4 separate regions of the Sus scrofa genome follow, and regions 1, 3 and 4 are each linked to region 2. The links are chromatin contacts, called in public HiChIP or PLAC-seq maps. All regions are on one chromosome and are shown on one strand. The core of a region is the stretch at or near the end of the contact, and the rest is flanking DNA. Distances in the headings are between cores, read along the strand shown. Region 1 has its middle 210 kb from the start of KLF4. Region 2 has its middle 450 kb from the start of TRNAE-UUC. Region 3 has its middle 38 kb from the start of TRNAE-UUC. Region 4 has its middle 160 kb from the start of KLF4.

Region 1 (4,387 bases), core at 1,082-3,581, 270 kb after region 2:
TTGCACCGCTGGAGCTCTATGCTGGGCCTTCAGGCTGTCACCATGGATAAGACAGATGTGGTCCCCTCTGCATTCCTAGTTCCCTGAGACTGCGTTGTCTAGTTATTCCTGGCCGTGCAGGAGATCCTCCGTGAAGACTTGCTAACTGGAAACAAAGATCGATGAACTGGAGATATTTTGACCACCCCATCTCTCTCTCTCCAAGCCCCTGTACCTCCTTTGGCCCTCAGACACCAGTCCTGGTGATTCTTCCTTTCTATCTCTCACAGGCGTTAAAAGAGTGAAGAGGAGGAAAAAAAAAAAAAAAAAAGACTAGGGAACCTATAAAGAGAATAGTCCAAAAGTGGCGTCTTTATTTTTTTTTTTTTTCCCCTAAAGTTCTCACTCCCCCACCCACCATGGCAAAGGCCCACGGCCAGACACACTCCTCCTGAAGTTGGAAGCTGGCCTTGCCTCTGCTGTGGCAGGCAGCCCCAGCTTGGCTGCCAGGGCCCGGGGGTGGAGTACAAATAGCCCCATCCCCCGCTTCGGGGAGCCCAAGAGCCAACAGCTCACCCCCTGGGCACCCTGCCAGGCTCCCTTCAAGCCAGGGCCTGAGCACATGGACCCTAATCAACTAAAACCCTCACCCTTCCTTCTGCAAACACCCTCTTGGCCAGCCGCAGGGCGGGCCGTCAGGCCGAGCTGATCCCACTGACCTCCCTGTGTGGCTCCAACCTGGGGAGCTGGCTGGGACCCTCACCCCTGCCAACAACGGCTGGGTCATCCGAGAAGGGCTGTCAGCCGCCCTGGGGACAGGAGAGGCGCTCCAGATCAGCGGAGGATGCTGACTCTGCTGGACACCCGCCCTGGCTTCCTCCAGCGCTCTGCTCACACGCCACCCTATCAGAAGGCCACCCTATCAGAGGGCCTTGCCCTCACCTCCTGCCATGGCACATACAGCCCCCCACCCACACTGTCCAGACCCTCCACCACGCTTTCTTCTTCTTTATTGTTTACCACTTGACATAGCTTTTATTTGCTCGACTGTTTTATTTGGGGAAAGTGCTTCTTACAAAAGCGCAGCTGGAAAATGCAGGGACCTCTGCAACAATAACTTGTTATTTTTCTGAAAGGATGGGTGGGATCTGAGAAATCAAAGCAGGAGATGGACAAATCAGAGGCCTCGCCGAGTCATTTTCAGGACACGGAGCAACAAAACGCCAAAGCTAAAATTTCCAGTCAAGGCATTCTTGTTCTTTGTAGGAACTATTTACCACTTGATACAGTGTCATGTCTTCATTTGTGGGAAATGCACTAGAAGGAAAGTTCTGTGAGGACAGGGACCTTTTTGTTCTGTGCACTACTAAAGCCCACGTTCCTGGTTTTCCTGGTGCCTCATAGGCACGTCTGAAAATGAGGGAAGAAGGGAGGGAGGGAGGGGTTCCAGGGAGGGAAGGCCCTGGTTGGCCTCCTTTTCATGCCACGTGGTGTCTCTCCTGCAGACCGACCCCAGCCTGGTGGCCCATGCCTTCCAAGAGAAATGACTTTTGCTACCACTTCTTAAACTGCCATGGAACCAGTGCGGGCACCACATCGGGCCATGTGGACACGTGACTACCTTCATCTCACCAGCTCTGAGGTCTCTATCTGCTTTGACTCGGCCTCGACACGCATGATGTTCAGGGCTGTATCCCTCTTGGTTGCTGGGGGCTGTCCTCTACATGGGAGCGTGGTCACCGTGCCTGGCTTCTCCCCACCAGATGCCAGGGGTGCCCCTGCCCCCTGTGACTGCCAAAACATGTCTCCAGACATTGCCGTGTCCCCAGGGGGTGAGATCCTCTGTGTTCATCCTCTGAAGGCGGAAAGCGAGGCCCAGTGAAGCTGAGTGATGCTGAATGCTCTATCAGAGGCTGGCATGCACCCTGGGTCTGTCCTGCTTGGGAGCCAGCATCCTCCCCACCTCCCTGGCAGGGCAGGGCTGGCTCGCAGGGAGCAGTCACTGTGGAGACCCAGAGCCTCTGCCCAGGCCCTGCTGGTGTCCTGGCGACGGCAGAGCCAAGCCTCTGACGTGTGGGCAGAGCCTTCCCAAGCAGCCTGAAAAACACTTACTCACACTCTGGCCATGCCTGGGAAGCATCACCCGTGATAAATCATATCTCTTAATTATCTGCGATTTCTGGGGCCAGCCAAGATTTCCTTTTCGTGACAAATATTTTCTCTGAGATTCCTTCCCTCCACCCACCCCCCTCTCCCCCCAAAAGGAAAAGCAAAGCTTAAGGGGAGCCCAGGGCTGCTCTCCTCAGCAGGAGCCCAGACAGCTCCGGTCAGCTGGCCAGACCCGCCCAGCCCTGCTACAACTGGGTTCTTGCCTGGGCCTGTCTCTTCCCTCCGTGCTTTGAGTAGTGAAATCCTCAGGTTTCTGTTTTGTTTCTGTTTTTTGTTTTCTGAGAAGGATTTCTGAACATTCACTTACTCAGCTGAGCCCTGCTTGAAGTCATTGTCAGAGAGACAGGAAGATGGAAAGGGAAGGAAATGGGGTTGGGGGTGAAAAGGGCAAGGTTCAAGGTGCCTTGAACCTGCTGCAGAAAAAGTTACTTCACCCCTCTAGGGCCCCTGTGAACTGTAAGGACAGTGTCCAGGCTTCTCAGCCTTCCCAACTTCTAGCTCTTCACCCTCTGAGGCTTTATCTCCCCCTATTTCTCCCTATACCCCAGTCAAGTTGAACCCATTCACTACCTTTTAAATAAGATTTCACATGTTACTGTCTTTATAATGAATGCTTTTCTCGCTTCTCTTCTCAGAAAACTTCTATTCATCCTTTGAAACCCAATGTAAATATCCCCTCCTTTTCTAACCTCCTGCCCCATCCCTAGACCAAGTTCATCTCTCCCTCTTTGGGATCCCTCAGCAGCTTATACAGAAATCATTTTAACCCATTTTACCCTACTAGAGATATTTGTATAATAGGATTCCAGGGGAAAAGCTGAGTCAGAGACCAGAACAACCAAAGATTCTCAACAAAGACGTGAAAGATGTTCATTATTTTCCTCTAGGGTCGTCCTGTCTGACCCAGCATGGTTTTCCTTGGTTCAGTAACACATATGACTTCCATGGGTGCATCTTCTCGATAAAAAAAAACTTGCAGAGATGCTTTCTAGCACTCAGAGACCCTCACCTGTCACCTATTTTGTTCTAGATTCTGACGCGATGACACAGGCAACCGCTTTCTATGACAACAATGTGAGTTCTGGTTACCGTTGGTGCCATTGTTCTGGAGCCAGGTTCATTGAAGGCATTGATCCCAGTCTGTGCCTTCCTCTTGGCATATAAAGGTAGAGGGCAGGGGAGTGGAGTGCCTAGTCCAAGGTGGCACGGACAGCAGAGAGCTGGTGTTCACCCCAGCCAGTGAGCCTCCAGCCATGTATCCTCACCTTCCCCTCAGGCCACCCACAACCTGGCTGAGACACAGGCTGCTGCTCTTCTGGGTTGTTTTTTATTTTTTGTTTTTTGGTTTTTTGTTTTGTTTTGTTTTGTTTTTTTGTCTTTTCAGGGCCGCACATGTGGCATATAGAGGTTCCCAGGCTGGGAGTCGCATTGGAGCTACAGCTCCTGGCCTACACCAGAGCCACAGCAACACAGGATCTCAGCCGCGTCTGTGACCTACTCCACAGCTCACAGAAACACTAGATCCTTAACCCACTGAGTGAGGCCAGGGATCGAACCCACGTCCTCATGGATGTCAGATTCGTTTCCGCTAAGCCACGATGGGAACTCCTGCTCTTCTGGTTTTTTGTTTGTTTGCTTGTTTTTGTCTTTTCAGGGCCATATCCATGGCATATAGAGGTTCCCAGGACAGGGGTCGACTTGGAGTTGGAGCTGCTGGCCCACACCACAACCACAGCCACTTGGGATCCAAACCACATCTGCCACCTACACCAGAGCTCACGGCAATGCCAGATCCTTACCCCACTGAGCAGCGCCAGGGATCGAACCCATATCCTCATGGATACCAGTTGGGTTCTTTACTGCTGAGCCACAACAGGAACTGCCCACTCCCCTTTTGTTCAAGTCCTGGTGAGGAAGGGAAGAACAGGTCAGATCTGCCTTGGGTGCCCAAAGCTAGCAGTCTGTCGTATGGAGACGTCCTGAAATGTCACAGCCCACCGCGAGAGAGTGCCCATGACCCCCTGAACTTGTGTGCCCAGTGACAAGCACTTATGAGGTCCTCTGTGGGGTGGGGTTTGCAGATGCACAGTGCTCTGGCCAGCAGACATGGAGCTGGCATACTGGGAAGAGCCCAGAGGGCCCCCCTACTCTTTTGTCTCCCCAAAGCCCTGAGTTGAATAAACAGCACATGTATTTGGAGTGTTACCCCAGCAGAATCATTGAGAAGAAGGCCCCAAGC
Region 2 (4,368 bases), core at 946-3,445:
AGCCAAACATCCCAGGACCTTTGTCTCTTTGACAATTGTCCTATAGCTGCTGGTGTAGGTGGTGCTGGAAACTGAGGGCTGATACTTATCTTGGGCAGGAGCCGAGGGAAACCTCCTTTTTCATGTAGTGGGCGCTCATTGTGGGATGGAATGAAGACCACGGTTACCCCATAGCTGGGGGTGGAATTTGTATCTTGAAACAATTCCCTGTGATTTAATCTTTAGTACTTTGTATAACATGTCTACACACCAAATAAATACAACACAGAAGGATTTCAAAGAAGTACCAGCTGTTTTCATAGGTTGATCAGGTAAGGGTGAAAAATAAGCCAGGGCAATAGTTTACTGAAGTTTCTTCTGGAAAGTGCACACCAGCTTCCTGGGAAATTTTACTGGCCTGGGCCCGGCCCAGGATGTCTTCCATGGAGACACACCCAAACCTTTTGGAGAAGAAATCCAACAAGCAACCAACAGAATGGACATATGTACATGAATTCCCACTCTGCAAAACCCAGCCTAGACATCCTTCCATTTGTGAAGCCTTCCTCATTGCTCAGAGGAGACCACTTGGCTTCTTTCTCTTTGCTCTCTTGTTTATTGCTCTTGATATGCTGCATTGCAATAATCCTTTTTCTTATCTTTCCCCATTCCTTGATGGTAAAGACAAAGTTTTATCCTGCTCTGTATCTATACAGGTCTACACAGAGCCCAGCCCAGACTAAGACTAATTAAAAAAAAAATCCCCTTGCGAGGACCAAATCCCACCCATTGCCTATTTTTGTAAATAATATTTTATGGGAATACAGCCAGGCTCATTTGTGTATATATCATATATTGCTGTTTTCTTGCTACAATGGCAGAGTCGAGTGATTGCAACAGAGAGCATACAACTCTCAAAACCTAAGCTATTCACTATCTGGCTCTTTACAGAAAAAGTTAACCAACCCCTAGACTGTGGCACCCAGCCAGTTTGAGTCAACCAAACCGTTACCACAAGAATGTTAACTAGAACTGGGGAGGCCGGAGATCCTGAAATGAGAGAGTTCATTCCATCTTCTCTCACAAAGACCTTATCTTTTGCTTCAAAAACCTGGAACCCATATCACCTTTTCTTTTTCCACATTTGGTTTTTGTCCTCATTTTTCACCCCTCCAGGGTATTTCTTTGATATGTTTTTCTTTCATTCCAGTAATGGAATATGATTTATCCACTAAATATTATTTTTGAAGTGTGTTTTATATCGTAGTAAATAATACTAATACCACCAAGTGCAAAAGCAAAATATATACATTTACGTACAGCCTAATTTTGCCTAATATTTTCAAAAAGCGAAGTTTGAGGACAAAAAAGGAAAAACTGTACTACAATATCAGGAGTGATTGCTTCTAGATAGCTGAGCTTGGGTGATTTTCACTCTTTTCTTTATACTTGGATATATTTACAATAGTAAAAAAAAAAAAAAAATTCCTTCACATCTGCCAACTGTTCTCTGATTTAAGCAGTTCTGATTTCAGTGCCTCTGTTATGACATAGACACTATCTCTAATAGGCCCTCCCACATTGCTACATATTAGACTCACTCGTAAATCCTACCTATGATTCATCTGCATCGTACTTGTGAAACTGCATTAGATGAAAGTGACTGTGTATGTGGAGAATATCGTTAGCTCTATTTTTTATAATTTGTAAGAAAAAATCAGGTCATCCCCAACATCTAATTTGTGATGTTAATTCTACTCCTCAAGTCTATTTTTTTTTCAATTGCTTTCTTTAATTAGATTTTTTCTTATCCAGACTTCCAGCTTCTGCCAGAGGCTAAAAGGGAAAGTGGCATATACAGTGTAGGTAAAGTGGGAAGACAGTGAGGCATGGTGCCTTCAGAGGTGGGTTCCGACTCACCTTTGCTGCCTCCAACATATGATCTTGGGAGAGACACTCCAGCTCCCAGAGCCTTAGTTTTCTCATCTGCAAAATGGTAGTACTAACAACTCACTGGGTTACTGAGAGAATTAAAGAGAGCAGTTTTCATGAAAGCTCTTATGTCAGTCTAGTACCCAATAGGTGCTTGATAAATTGTGTTTTATGAAAAAAAAGAAATGCTTTTAAAAGCAGGGCAAGTACTTGGTGTGGAAGGAAATGCAAGGTGCTACCAGTGAAAGAGCCCCAGGAGGAAATAATACTTCCTGTCTCTCTGACTCAGCCAGAGCAGGAAGAACCTTCACTCACATGATCTATCAGTCACATTGTGTAGTCTATTTGAAAGAGACCTGAAAGATGAGTCAGGGGATCCGAGCCCAGATTCGCCTCTACTTTGCCATGCAGTTGTAAATGGGTCCTTTTTTGATCAATTGTAACATGAAGGCTTTAGCAAGAAGTTCTGTGAGATTTTAAGTTTCTCATACAAAGAGGCTGTGGACTCAAAAAGATTGCAAAAACTTGTCATGTTGATCAAATGAGCCAATCAAGTTTTGGTTTTTTTTAAATGTCCCCTCTAGAATGGAGACATGCAACATGGGTACAGCACTTTACAGTTTACCGCATGCTTTCATAGCCATGCTCCTCAGAAGAGAGCTGGGAGGTGATAGGAAAGGCAAATATTATGATCTCATGTAACAGAGAAGCAAAACAGGCCCATGGTCACATAGCTAACAAATGATTGAACCTGGATATGAACCCAGGTCTGCCTAATACCAACTTTTGCAAACTTTCTGCTCGACTAAGAATACACTTCAATGTTCTGGTTTACTGACCTGGAAGACCTTAAATTTCCAGTGAATCCTTTATTAGATTACTCACATATTTTTTTGTTTGATTTTAGATCTTCCTTGTTCTGCTCTAGGATTTACCAGCATGGGAAATTCATTTGCACAGGGTCATCTGTACAATGTCCACAGTCTAGATTTTATTGAAGGGGGCGTATCTATTGAGAGATGCTCCCACTGCGTGCAGCTAGTAATGTCAGAAGCAGGGAGGGTAGGCTCAGCAACAGCTCTTTATTCCCTGGCCTAGAAGGGAAGAGTCACTTCAAACAGAACTCCCACTGCGTCTGCATGTGGGCGAGGTGACTGCTCTGAAGTAGGAAGTAGCCTGGACTAGAGGCTGAGTGCTGGGTGATTGGAGCAAGCCACCTACCTCCTAGGAGCCCCAGTGTCCTCAAGCACATCTGTAATGTAAAATGTACATCGATCTTATCCTTGTCTTGAACCCATTGGCTCGGGTAGGATGCTTTTCCTCTAAGGAGTCTTCTGTGATTCCTCCAAATAGGCTCATAGATTTTCCTTTCCCCCCTGACATCACAGTCTTTGTCTACTGCATTATCTACTTATTACGTGTATTATTCTTATATGTACACTTACGTACTTTTCCCACCACACAGTGAGCTTCTTGAAGGCAGGGACTGTGATTTTGTTATTTCTCCCTATTTTTTCCCTATCTGAGCTATGCAAGTTCCCTAGGCATTCAGACTTCGTAGTATTGTATCCTGACAGCAATTTCACAGTGGCCTCAAAGACCTTACAGGACCTCCCCTTATCCCTTGTCTCTGAGTCTCAGGCTTTCCCCACATTACTCACTTCGCTATAGCCTCGCTGACTTCCTTGCTGTCTGGCACACTCCTGGCTTGCCTCTTTCAGGGAACTCCTCTATCTCTCTGGAATCCTTCTCCTGCAGAACCTCTAGGCTAACTTCATTGCCTTCCTCATGTCTTTGCTTTTGAGCGCCTCCTCTTAATGACACTGAACTTGACCACCTGTTTAATTCTGCAGCCTATTTCCCAACATCCCCCACGCCCTTCCCACGCTCAATGTTTTTTCGCTTCCACAGCAGTTACCAACTTGGAACATACTGTTTGGTGATGTGACGTTTATTGACTATCTGTCTCCTCCTCCAGCACGTAAGCTCCATGAGCGAAGACTTTTTTCCCTGTTCACTGGTATATCCCATGTCCCTAGAAAAATGTCAGACACATAGTAAATGCTCACATACAGTTGTTGAATTGAATTAAATCTACCTACTTTTTTTTTTCTTTCTCCTTGAGCTTTTTAAATCCCCCCAGAACTGTCAAGCTGAGCTCTTCCAATATTTTGGACCTAACATTTCAGCTGACGACTGTGTCCCCTGGCCTTTGGGTAGACATGACCATAAGGATGTCAGGTCTCGGAGTTCCCGTCGTAGCGCAGTAGTTAACGCATCCGACTAGGAACCATGAGGCTTCGGGTTCGATCCCTGGCCTTGCTCAGTGGGTTAAGGATCCGGTGTTGCCATGAGCTGTGGTGTAGGTCACAGACGCGGCTCGGATCCCCGTGTTGCTGTGGCTCTGGCATAGGCCAGCGGCTATAGCTCTGATTCGACCCCTAGCCTGGAAAACTC
Region 3 (4,498 bases), core at 615-3,114, 490 kb before region 2:
ATCGAAACTATTGAATCTCAAAATGGAATATAATTAAGGCTGGGTTAATAAAGTGTGTTCCACTCATAGCCAGTAAAGGGTGTCATGTTTCTCCTTGCCGCTTTAGGCAAGGAAACTTAATCTCCAGCTTTGTCAGGGCAGACTGAATCAGAGGTGTGTCATCCAGCGGAAAGCCTCTTGTTTTACTTGTTGCAGTCACTACATGGTCAGCCTCATTTCATTGGGTTTGTACTGAGCACAAAGAATCCAACCTGTGGCTGATGCTGAAGGAGAGGCCTTTGTGTAGGAGGAATTAGGAACTTTTGCTCTCTGCTGGGCTCTGAAAACCATCCAGGAGGAGGGACCTCTACAGTACAGAAGTCCATGGGAGCGCAGGGATGGAAAACTGTGAACAAAATGTAGCTTCCAGTGAAATCTTCTTAGTCCCCATCATGGCTTTCTTGTGATTTGAGTCCTTTCCTTTCACTTTTTCTTCCACTACTCATTTTTCAGGCTTATCTGATATCTCTAAGTAGAGATTGTTAATGGTTTTTAGTGCTCTCACAGCACTGGAGACTACTGTATCATAAATATTTAACCATTGTGGCCACTTTGTTTCTTAAGGCTTAGTCTCTGTGCTGAGCACTGGTGTATGTTATTTAGCACAGTCCCCCTGACAACCCCTGTATTACAGATGAGGAACCTGAGGCTCAAAGAAGATAAATTTCCCAGGGTCATATAGTGAATTTATTCATTCAACAGATGTTTATTCAACACCAATTATGTGCCAGGCCCCTGAAGACACATCCCTGAACAAACAGCCAAAAGATACTTGTCCTTATAGAGGTAAATTATATAGTACCTTAGAAGGAGATAAGTGCCATAGGAAAATGCAAATGTGAGACTGAGCAGGAATTTGAACCCAGGTCTCCTAGATCTCCTTTGCACCAGCCATGCTCTTAAGCACTCAGCTATATTGCTTATAATTCTTGGATCTTGTAATTTTCTACTTACGTCCGGCCTTCTCTTAGACTGTACATTTTTCTGGGGCAGGACCTTTCCTTAATCAGTTTCCTATACTGGCACATAGCTCAATGCCTGGCGTGGAGTCAGCATTCAGTGAATGTTTGCCCAGTGTGTGAATAAGAGAGTGACCATATGATGATACAAGAACCTATGAGAAAGCAGTAATTTCCCAGGAGTCTGGCCAGACCTGAAGGCTGGGCTGTGCCACAAATATTTCCTGTTACCCTAGGCAAGTGTTGGAGCCCACAAAATCTGCAGAATGGGAAAAACGTAATGACTGTTCTTGACTTCCTTATATATTTATCATGAGGATTAATGAGACAGTGCTGCTCAAAGACTTCATTTTCTTTGAAGACAAGGATTTGTGTTTTTTTGGTGGTGTGCTCATTGTTTAGAATTCCATCAAGGACCTGGCATGGTATTTTCAGGAGGGATTGGTCCCAGAGAAATAAAATTTGTTTTACTGACAAGTTTTCTAAGGTTTTACGAGCTGCCTCTTTCAGGCTGTGGACCTATGTGGAGGTTTGCTACCATTTGAAGCAACTGTGAAAATGTATTTTTCCTCCTTTGCCAAAGTAGGCTCTAAATCAGTTCAAAGCCAAATTTCCATGAGTGTTTCACTCCTATTGTAGAAGTAATTTTTTTTTTTTTTAATCTGAGTGAAATTCCAATTGTTGGCTCTAAAATGGCAGCAGTTGGAATGCCTGTCAGTCAAGTGCCAAGTATAAGTAACCAAGAAAGGAGGGCTTGGATCCGTGTTCTCTAGGAAAGAAGGACTCTGCCATTGGGTGGTAGAATAGAAAATGGGAAATCCCAGGAGTGTCAGAATAGCATGACAACTAAACAGGAAGGTTTGGTTTAATTCTCTTTTGTTGCTGACGAGTCAGCGCCCCAAACCTGTCCAGTCACTCCCATATGTAGCATGCAGGAGGAGGCCCTCTTGGTATTTCCCTGTTCACCTGACTCTGTGTCCTTAAGCATAATGAACTCAGTTAACTAAAAGCATTGCCAAGATTATATTTGACACTGGTAAATAGGTCAGCACTGTAGCATTTGCCTGATATGGACAATATGCTTTCTTAGGAGTGGAGAACTATTTCCTGGTGGGGAAAATCCCTAGTATTACTTAGCAAAGACAAGTAATAAGAGTTTAGATTTCTCTGGTATCTCTTCTCCAAGGGTTCAAAGGCCTTCCTTTTATTTTAGTTACCTCTGTAGTTCTGTTTTGAAGGCAGAAGCAGGTATTTTGGAGAAAGGAAAACTGAGGCACATTTTATTGAATTGACCCACTTCATGTTGATATTGGCTTGGCTCAAGTTCAAACTTCCTGCCTGATACAGCAGTCGTTAATCAACTTAAAGTAGGCACTAAAGATCTTTTATCTATCAAGTAGGCTTATACTAGATACTATATATATGGTAGCTTATGTAATAAACAGTATTATTGCTATTTGCTAGTTTAATAGAGTATCTAAATCGACAAGCAACTTGCTATGCCACTGCTTATATACTGTTGTATCCAAGTTCAATGTCTTTGCCTACATCAAGATGCCTTCTTTTACCAATAGAAAGAGCTGAAGTAGATGTTTCTCCAAAGAAGACATACAAATGGCCAATAGACACCTGAAAAGATGCTCATCACCTCTAATTAGTAGAGAAATGAAAATCAAGACTACAATGAGGTACCACCTCACATCATTCAGAATGGCCCTCACTGAAAAGTCTTCAGGAGTTCCCATTGTGGATCAGCAGGTTAAGAACTTTACTGGTATTCATGAGGTTGCAGGTTCAATCCCTGGCCTCGCTCAGTGGGTTAAGGATCTGGCATTGCTGCAAGCTGCTGTGTAGGTTGCATATACGGCTCGGATCTGGTGTTGTTGTGGTGGCTGTGGCACAGGCCGGCAGCTGCAGCTCCGATTTGACCCCTAGCCTGGGAACTGCCATATGCCACAGGTGCAGCCCCCCCCCCCCAAAAAAAAGTCTGCAAATAATAGATGCTGTAGAGGATATGGAGAAAAGGGAACCCTTTCACAATGTTGATAAGAATGTAAACTAGTGAAGCCCTTTGGAGAACAGTACTGAGATTCCTTTAAAAACTAAAAATAGAGTTGACAGATGATCTAGCGATCCCACTCCTGGACATAAACCCAGACAAACCTGTAATTCAAAAAGACACATGTACCCTTATGTTCATAGATAGCAGCACTATTTACAATAGGCAAGACATGGGAACAATCTAGTGTCCATTGACAGATAAATGGATAGAGAAGATGTGATACACACACACACACACACACACACACACACACACACACACACACACACACACACACACACACACACACCAGAATACTAATAGGCCATAAAAAAGAATAAATTAATGCCCTTTGCAGCAACATGGATGGACCTAGAGATTACTAAATGAAGTAAGTCAGAAAGAGAAAGGCAAATACCATATGGTACCACTTTTATGGGGAATCTAAAATATGACGCAAATGAACTTATCTATGAAACAGAAACAGGTTCGTAGACATAGAGAACAGATTTGTGCTTGCCAAAGGGGAGGGAAGAGGGGGGAGGGATGGGAGTATGAGATTATCAGGTGCAAACTGTTACATACAGAATAGATGAACAACAAGATCCTACTGTATAGCACAGGGACGTTTATTCAATATTCTATGATAAACCATAATAGAAAAGAATATTTTTTAAAAGGATGTATATATAATTGAATCATTTTTCTGTATAGAAGAAATTAACACATTATAAGTCAGCTATATGTCAATAAAAGGAAAAAAAAGAATTAGCTCTGCTTCTCTCAAAGCTATAATGTTGTCTAGGCTTGGGTTGAGATGTGGGTGCCCCAGACAACTAATTTGACATTTACTCCTATCATTGTTCAAAATATTGAATGATTTATTCTAGTGGAAGAGGAGAGAAATTGGTTTTTATTAAATTCCTTTCTCTTTATGTTTAAATTTAAAATGAGGAATCTATTACATGCATTGATGATAACATTTCAATGTATTTGTCATAGCTGTCCAGTTCACAGTTTTTCTTACCCTTATAATTGTGAAGTATAATTCACACTCAGAAGGATATAGGTCACTTCCAAGAATATAGTTGCATAGTCTCATTCAAAAGAAGTTTAAAAATTGCTTTTCCTAGTTTGCCTTTCAGCAAAAATTTCCCAGTTTGCTGTTTATTACTCTTGTTCTCTTTTCAGCTTTTTTTGTATGATTTATTGAATCAGATAGCTTCTTGGGAAAACTATTTAAGAGGTTAAAATTTAAATATGACACAAAACCACTTATTGCCAGTAAATAGCATGACCCTCCCAGGTACGGTTTGGTTTCAGATTTTCCTCTGGCTTCCAGGAACAACCAGTTCCTGGTCTCAGTCTTGGTGGCCTATACTTATTGCACTGAACAATTCCATCTTAAAACTAGCCAACAGAGACGGAGACCCCAGTGAGCAGTGGTTAAAAACTTTCT
Region 4 (4,341 bases), core at 1,431-3,930, 320 kb after region 2:
TGTGTGTGTGTGTGTGTGTGTGTGTGTGTGTGTGTGTTTAGGCCTCATCCAAGGCATATGGAGGTTCCCAGGCTAGGAGTCAAATTGGAGCTCAGCTGCTGGCCTACACCACAGCCAGAGTAACACCAGATCCAAGCCATGTCTGCAACCTACACAACTCATGGCAACGCCAGATCCTTAACCCACTGAACAAGGCCAGGGATCAAACCCACAACCTCGTGGTTCCTAGTTGGATTCATTAACCACTGTGCCATGACGGGAATTCCTTTTCACTTGCCCCTTTAAACAAAGTTTTGTTCAAGAAACACTGACTAAGCCACTATGATGTCCCAAGAAATGGGTCAGTCCCACCAGGTAAGCAGCAAAGTTCCTACTTTCAAGGGCCTCCCGGGCTGGTGAGAGAGACCAGAGCCCTGTGGAATAATATCCATAAAGGCTGTAAGAAAGAGGAGAGGGAAGGCTAACTCAGGCGGGGCCAGGAAAAGTTCCTAGAGGAAGTGACATTTGAAAAGTACAAGTGCACCAGGAGGGGAAGGGGAAGCAAGCTTTTGAAGAGAAGTCAGATGGTGGCAAGGCCAGAGGGCTGCCCCAGCAGAGCAGAGCCAGTGGACTGGGGGGATGGAGAGGTGGGGTGTGGGGGACAGAGAGGAGGAAAGGTGGGGCTAGAGGTGAAGGGCCTGGAAGGCTTAATCTCAACAGCCTTCCCTCTTGGTTACCTTCCCTTCCCACTGGTTCTCCCTGCTTTCTGTCTCCCCTTTAGGAGGCCAGAGAAGAGAGAAAAGCAAAGGAGGAAGGGAAGTGTGCAAAGGGAGAAGGGAGAAAGGGAGAGAGGAAGAGAGACATTCCACTTCCTTTTTGTTAGCCCCACCTTGAAATGCTGTTGCTTGTGTTTCATAAGGAATTAGAAATGATTAATGATTCACAAGAAACATACACACTGAACTTGAACCCAGGAAGACTGGGCTCAGCTCTGGATGGCACAAGTTAGGGAGAACCAGTAGAGCCTATAATAGTAGGTCCCAAACTCTTGACCTCAAGGTCCATCCCTTTCCAGCTGTGGTTTTATTTTGTAGCATCTATTTATGGAGAAAATATTAAAGCAAAAAAATCTATTTATTTAGGAGCACTCTAGGGTAAATTTATACTCATTTTATACAATAGCATCCACACACTTGAAAGTTCATTAGTGCACAGTAACCTACAACAAAAGGTAAATAACACATGTGGACGAATATCTGTAACATACATGATAGGCCAGGGGTTAATGCCTTAATATGTAAAGAGTTCTGACAAATTAATAAGAAAAAGACAATTCAATGGGGGAAAATGGATAGAAAGAGACGTTTGCAATGGTGTTCACAGAAAAAGAGATACAATTATCTTAATTTCTCTCATAATGAAAATATCTCTATATATGAAATATAATTTTTCTTTGACCTAGTAGAGTAGCAAAGACTAGAATGTTTGAAACTTACAGAAAAGTTGTGTCAGGAAAACGCCACTTTAACGTTCATCCCCGGGAAAATGTATATGGGAATAAATTATTTGGAGGACGATTTGACTACATCTATCAAAACTAAAAGCATACTATTTGCACAGAAATTCCACTTATAGAAATTTATGCTATATATAAAATCACACACGTTCACAGAAGGTATCAAATGAGCTGGACCGAGTGAGGGGCAGATAGAATGCAAGTGTTTTTTTCTCACCCTTCGAACTCATTTACCTGGTCCTCTAATTCACAGAATGTCTCTGCAATTTCAAAGCACACTTCAGTGTATTTACCAAAACTCTGAATAAATTTCATCCCAACTTCATCATCATCTCCGACCCTTCCTCAGCTGCTCTGCTTCAAGCGTGGATGCCAGTTGTGGGGGAGAGAAGCAGGGCTGTCTATTCTCTTCCACATCACTCCCTCCTCCTCACCTCACTACCTCCTCAGGATGGACTAGATGAGGGAACAGAGGAAGGGATGGGCTTTCACTTGCCTGGTACTGCTGCCCTCTGGGCTGGGTGGCTGGTGCAGGTCTCCCAGAAATCCCACCCTTGAAAACTTGCCTTGAAAGAAGCTAATTAGGCTTCCTCCTTTGTGCTACCTTTAATTTCTGCCTTAGGTCCTGGGCATCCAACAGTTCTTCAGTTCTTTCTGAAAGCCTGCTGGGAAAAGTCTTTCAAGTGGCTCCAGTCTCTGAGTCTCTCCTTCTGTTACTTTTTAAATCTGTTGATTGATTGATTGATCGACTGCCTTTTGAAGGTCACACCCACAGCGTATGGACGTTTCCAGGCTATGAGTGGAATTAGAGCTGCAGCTGCCGGCCTATGCCACAGCCACAGCAACACAGGATCCAAGCCACATCTGCGACCTACACCACAGCTCACAGCAATGCCGGATCCTTAACCCACTGAGCAAAGCCACGGATAGAACCCGTGTGCTCATGGATCCTAGTCAGATTCCTTACCACTGAGCCTCGACAGGAACTCCCTCTGGTCCTTTTTTTAAATGCGCATTATATAGGTGCTTCTAGCCTTTGCTGGCTGAAGGGTTAAGCCCTAAGCCCTACCCAGCCCAGCCTCCTGGGTTTTATGCTTGTGAACTCAGGTCCCAGAGACCAATGCACGTTCTTCCAGAGTCCCCTCCAAGCCTTTCTCACTCGACTTAGTCCAAGTTTCACTTTCACCGGAGATGAGGGTGGGGAGGGACAGGACACACCCTGACAACACCCTCCAAACCCTTCCCAGCCTCTCCCTGTCATCTCTGCCACTTCCTGAAGGCTGGAGTCAGGGGATGGTCCATGCTGGCAGGTCTGGCTGCGCAGTCTCAGCAGGGCCTGCCTAGGTGGGCTAGCACCTCATTTAGGACTGGGGAGCTGGGAGACATTTAGGACTGACTGTGTTGTTTCTAGGGATTTGGAGCCTCAGTCAGACACGGAGACTAAAAGAGCCTCATTTTACCATCCTGTTATATGTATGTACCACATACATCATTTACAGCACTGTTTGTAATAGGAAAAAATAACCTAAATGTCTGGTAAGTAAATCATGGAACCACCGTATGATAATCTGCATATGTCATTATAGGAAAAAACGCCACATGATATATTAGGAAGTTAAAGAAAACAGAGTGCAGAACACTGTGGGCTCACATTTGTACATGAGTGGTTTTAAAAAGACATTTTGTCATATACATGGTTGGATCTGCACAGAAATTCTGGGGAGTGGGGTGGTGAGCAGACCTACTATTCATTGTATAACTTTTTATGCTTTTTAAATTTATACGATGATGTATTAGTTTTATACTGTTGAAACCTATTATTAAGAGAAAAAAAGAAAGAGGTGCATACTATGTATGGTTCCTTTTTATTTAAAAAAAATTTTTATTACTTATTTTCTTGACCATGCCTATGGCATGAGCAAATTCCCCAGCCAGGGTTTGAACCCTTGCCACAGCGGTGACAACTGCCAAATTCTTAACAGCTAGGCCACCAGGGAACTCCTAGGATTCCTTTTTAGAAAGCCTTGGTTTTATTTACAAGAGCAATACACCTTAATTTAAACAATATAGAAACATTGGCATTCCTGTCGTGGCTCAGTGGATTCGTTAATCTGACAAGTATCTATGAGGACACACGTTCCATCCTCGGCCTCGCTCAGTGGGTTAAGGGTCTGGTGTTGCTGCGAGCTGTGGTGTAGGTCACAGACGTGGCTCGGACCCCATGTTGCTGTGGCTGTGGTGTAGGTGGGCTGCTACAGCTCCGATTCGACCCCTATCCTGGGAACCTCCAAATGCCACAGGTACGGCCCTAAAAAGACTATATATATATAAACACATAAAGAAAAAGAAAAAGAGATCTACAGAAAATATCTAGAATGAAAGAAAGTGGAAAATATATAGTCCATGACATTTTTTAAAAACCAACCTCCCACCCTCTCTCCGCCCTGCAAGGTTGGCGCTTTTAAGAGTTAAGTGCACACCTTCTTCCAGGTGTTTCTCTAGGACTTGACAACATATATAATTTTCTTTACACCAAAAAATGGAATTGCACTCTACAGAACGTTCTTAGCCTGATTTCGGTTTTCACTTTAAAGTATACCTTGGACCGCCTTCTAAGCCAGTCTGTAGAGACCCTCCCCATTCTTCCCAGCCTTCCAAATGATATGCCTCGGTGTTCCCCACATGCACACGGCTATTTGACCATGACTTTTAACAGCTATAGTGACGGCTCTTCCACAGGTCTGTGCGCTGGAACACCACCCCCATCCCATCGGTCCCTTAGGTAGGGTTGCTAGGACCACAGGGTTGACAGACACCACCTGAATTCCATACACTATTTCCAGCCC

The links. HiChIP or PLAC-seq counts read pairs in DNA pulled down with a chosen protein or histone mark.
Region 1: a contact with region 2 is called in an H3K27ac HiChIP or PLAC-seq map of alveolar macrophages. The contact joins two enhancer-like sites. A contact is called at or near these places in 1 of 47 Hi-C or Micro-C datasets (embryonic fibroblasts) and 1 of 2 datasets of contacts at active chromatin or transcription factors (alveolar macrophages).
Region 3: a contact with region 2 is called in an H3K27ac HiChIP or PLAC-seq map of alveolar macrophages. The contact joins two enhancer-like sites. A contact is called at or near these places in 1 of 47 Hi-C or Micro-C datasets (embryonic fibroblasts) and 1 of 2 datasets of contacts at active chromatin or transcription factors (alveolar macrophages).
Region 4: a contact with region 2 is called in an H3K27ac HiChIP or PLAC-seq map of alveolar macrophages. The contact joins two enhancer-like sites. A contact is called at or near these places in 2 of 2 datasets of contacts at active chromatin or transcription factors (alveolar macrophages and skeletal muscle).

The regions. Positions count from the first base shown.
Region 1 is chr1:248,820,570-248,824,956 of Sscrofa11.1, reverse strand. No RefSeq gene overlaps it. Among named protein-coding and RNA genes, the nearest start is that of KLF4, 210 kb to the right of the region's middle. Within about 2 kb of position 2,331, at least 35 of the 83 cell types and tissues checked have an H3K27ac peak or open chromatin away from gene starts, as enhancers often do. A contact at or near this core is called in alveolar macrophages, where this site is marked.
Region 2 is chr1:249,088,183-249,092,550 of Sscrofa11.1, reverse strand. No RefSeq gene overlaps it. Among named protein-coding and RNA genes, the nearest start is that of TRNAE-UUC, 450 kb to the left of the region's middle. Within about 2 kb of position 2,195, at least 8 of the 83 cell types and tissues checked have an H3K27ac peak or open chromatin away from gene starts, as enhancers often do. A contact at or near this core is called in alveolar macrophages, where this site is marked.
Region 3 is chr1:249,572,982-249,577,479 of Sscrofa11.1, reverse strand. No RefSeq gene overlaps it. Among named protein-coding and RNA genes, the nearest start is that of TRNAE-UUC, 38 kb to the right of the region's middle. Within about 2 kb of position 1,864, at least 5 of the 83 cell types and tissues checked have an H3K27ac peak or open chromatin away from gene starts, as enhancers often do. A contact at or near this core is called in alveolar macrophages, where this site is marked.
Region 4 is chr1:248,772,395-248,776,735 of Sscrofa11.1, reverse strand. No RefSeq gene overlaps it. Among named protein-coding and RNA genes, the nearest start is that of KLF4, 160 kb to the right of the region's middle. Within about 2 kb of position 2,680, at least 7 of the 83 cell types and tissues checked have an H3K27ac peak or open chromatin away from gene starts, as enhancers often do. A contact at or near this core is called in alveolar macrophages, where this site is marked.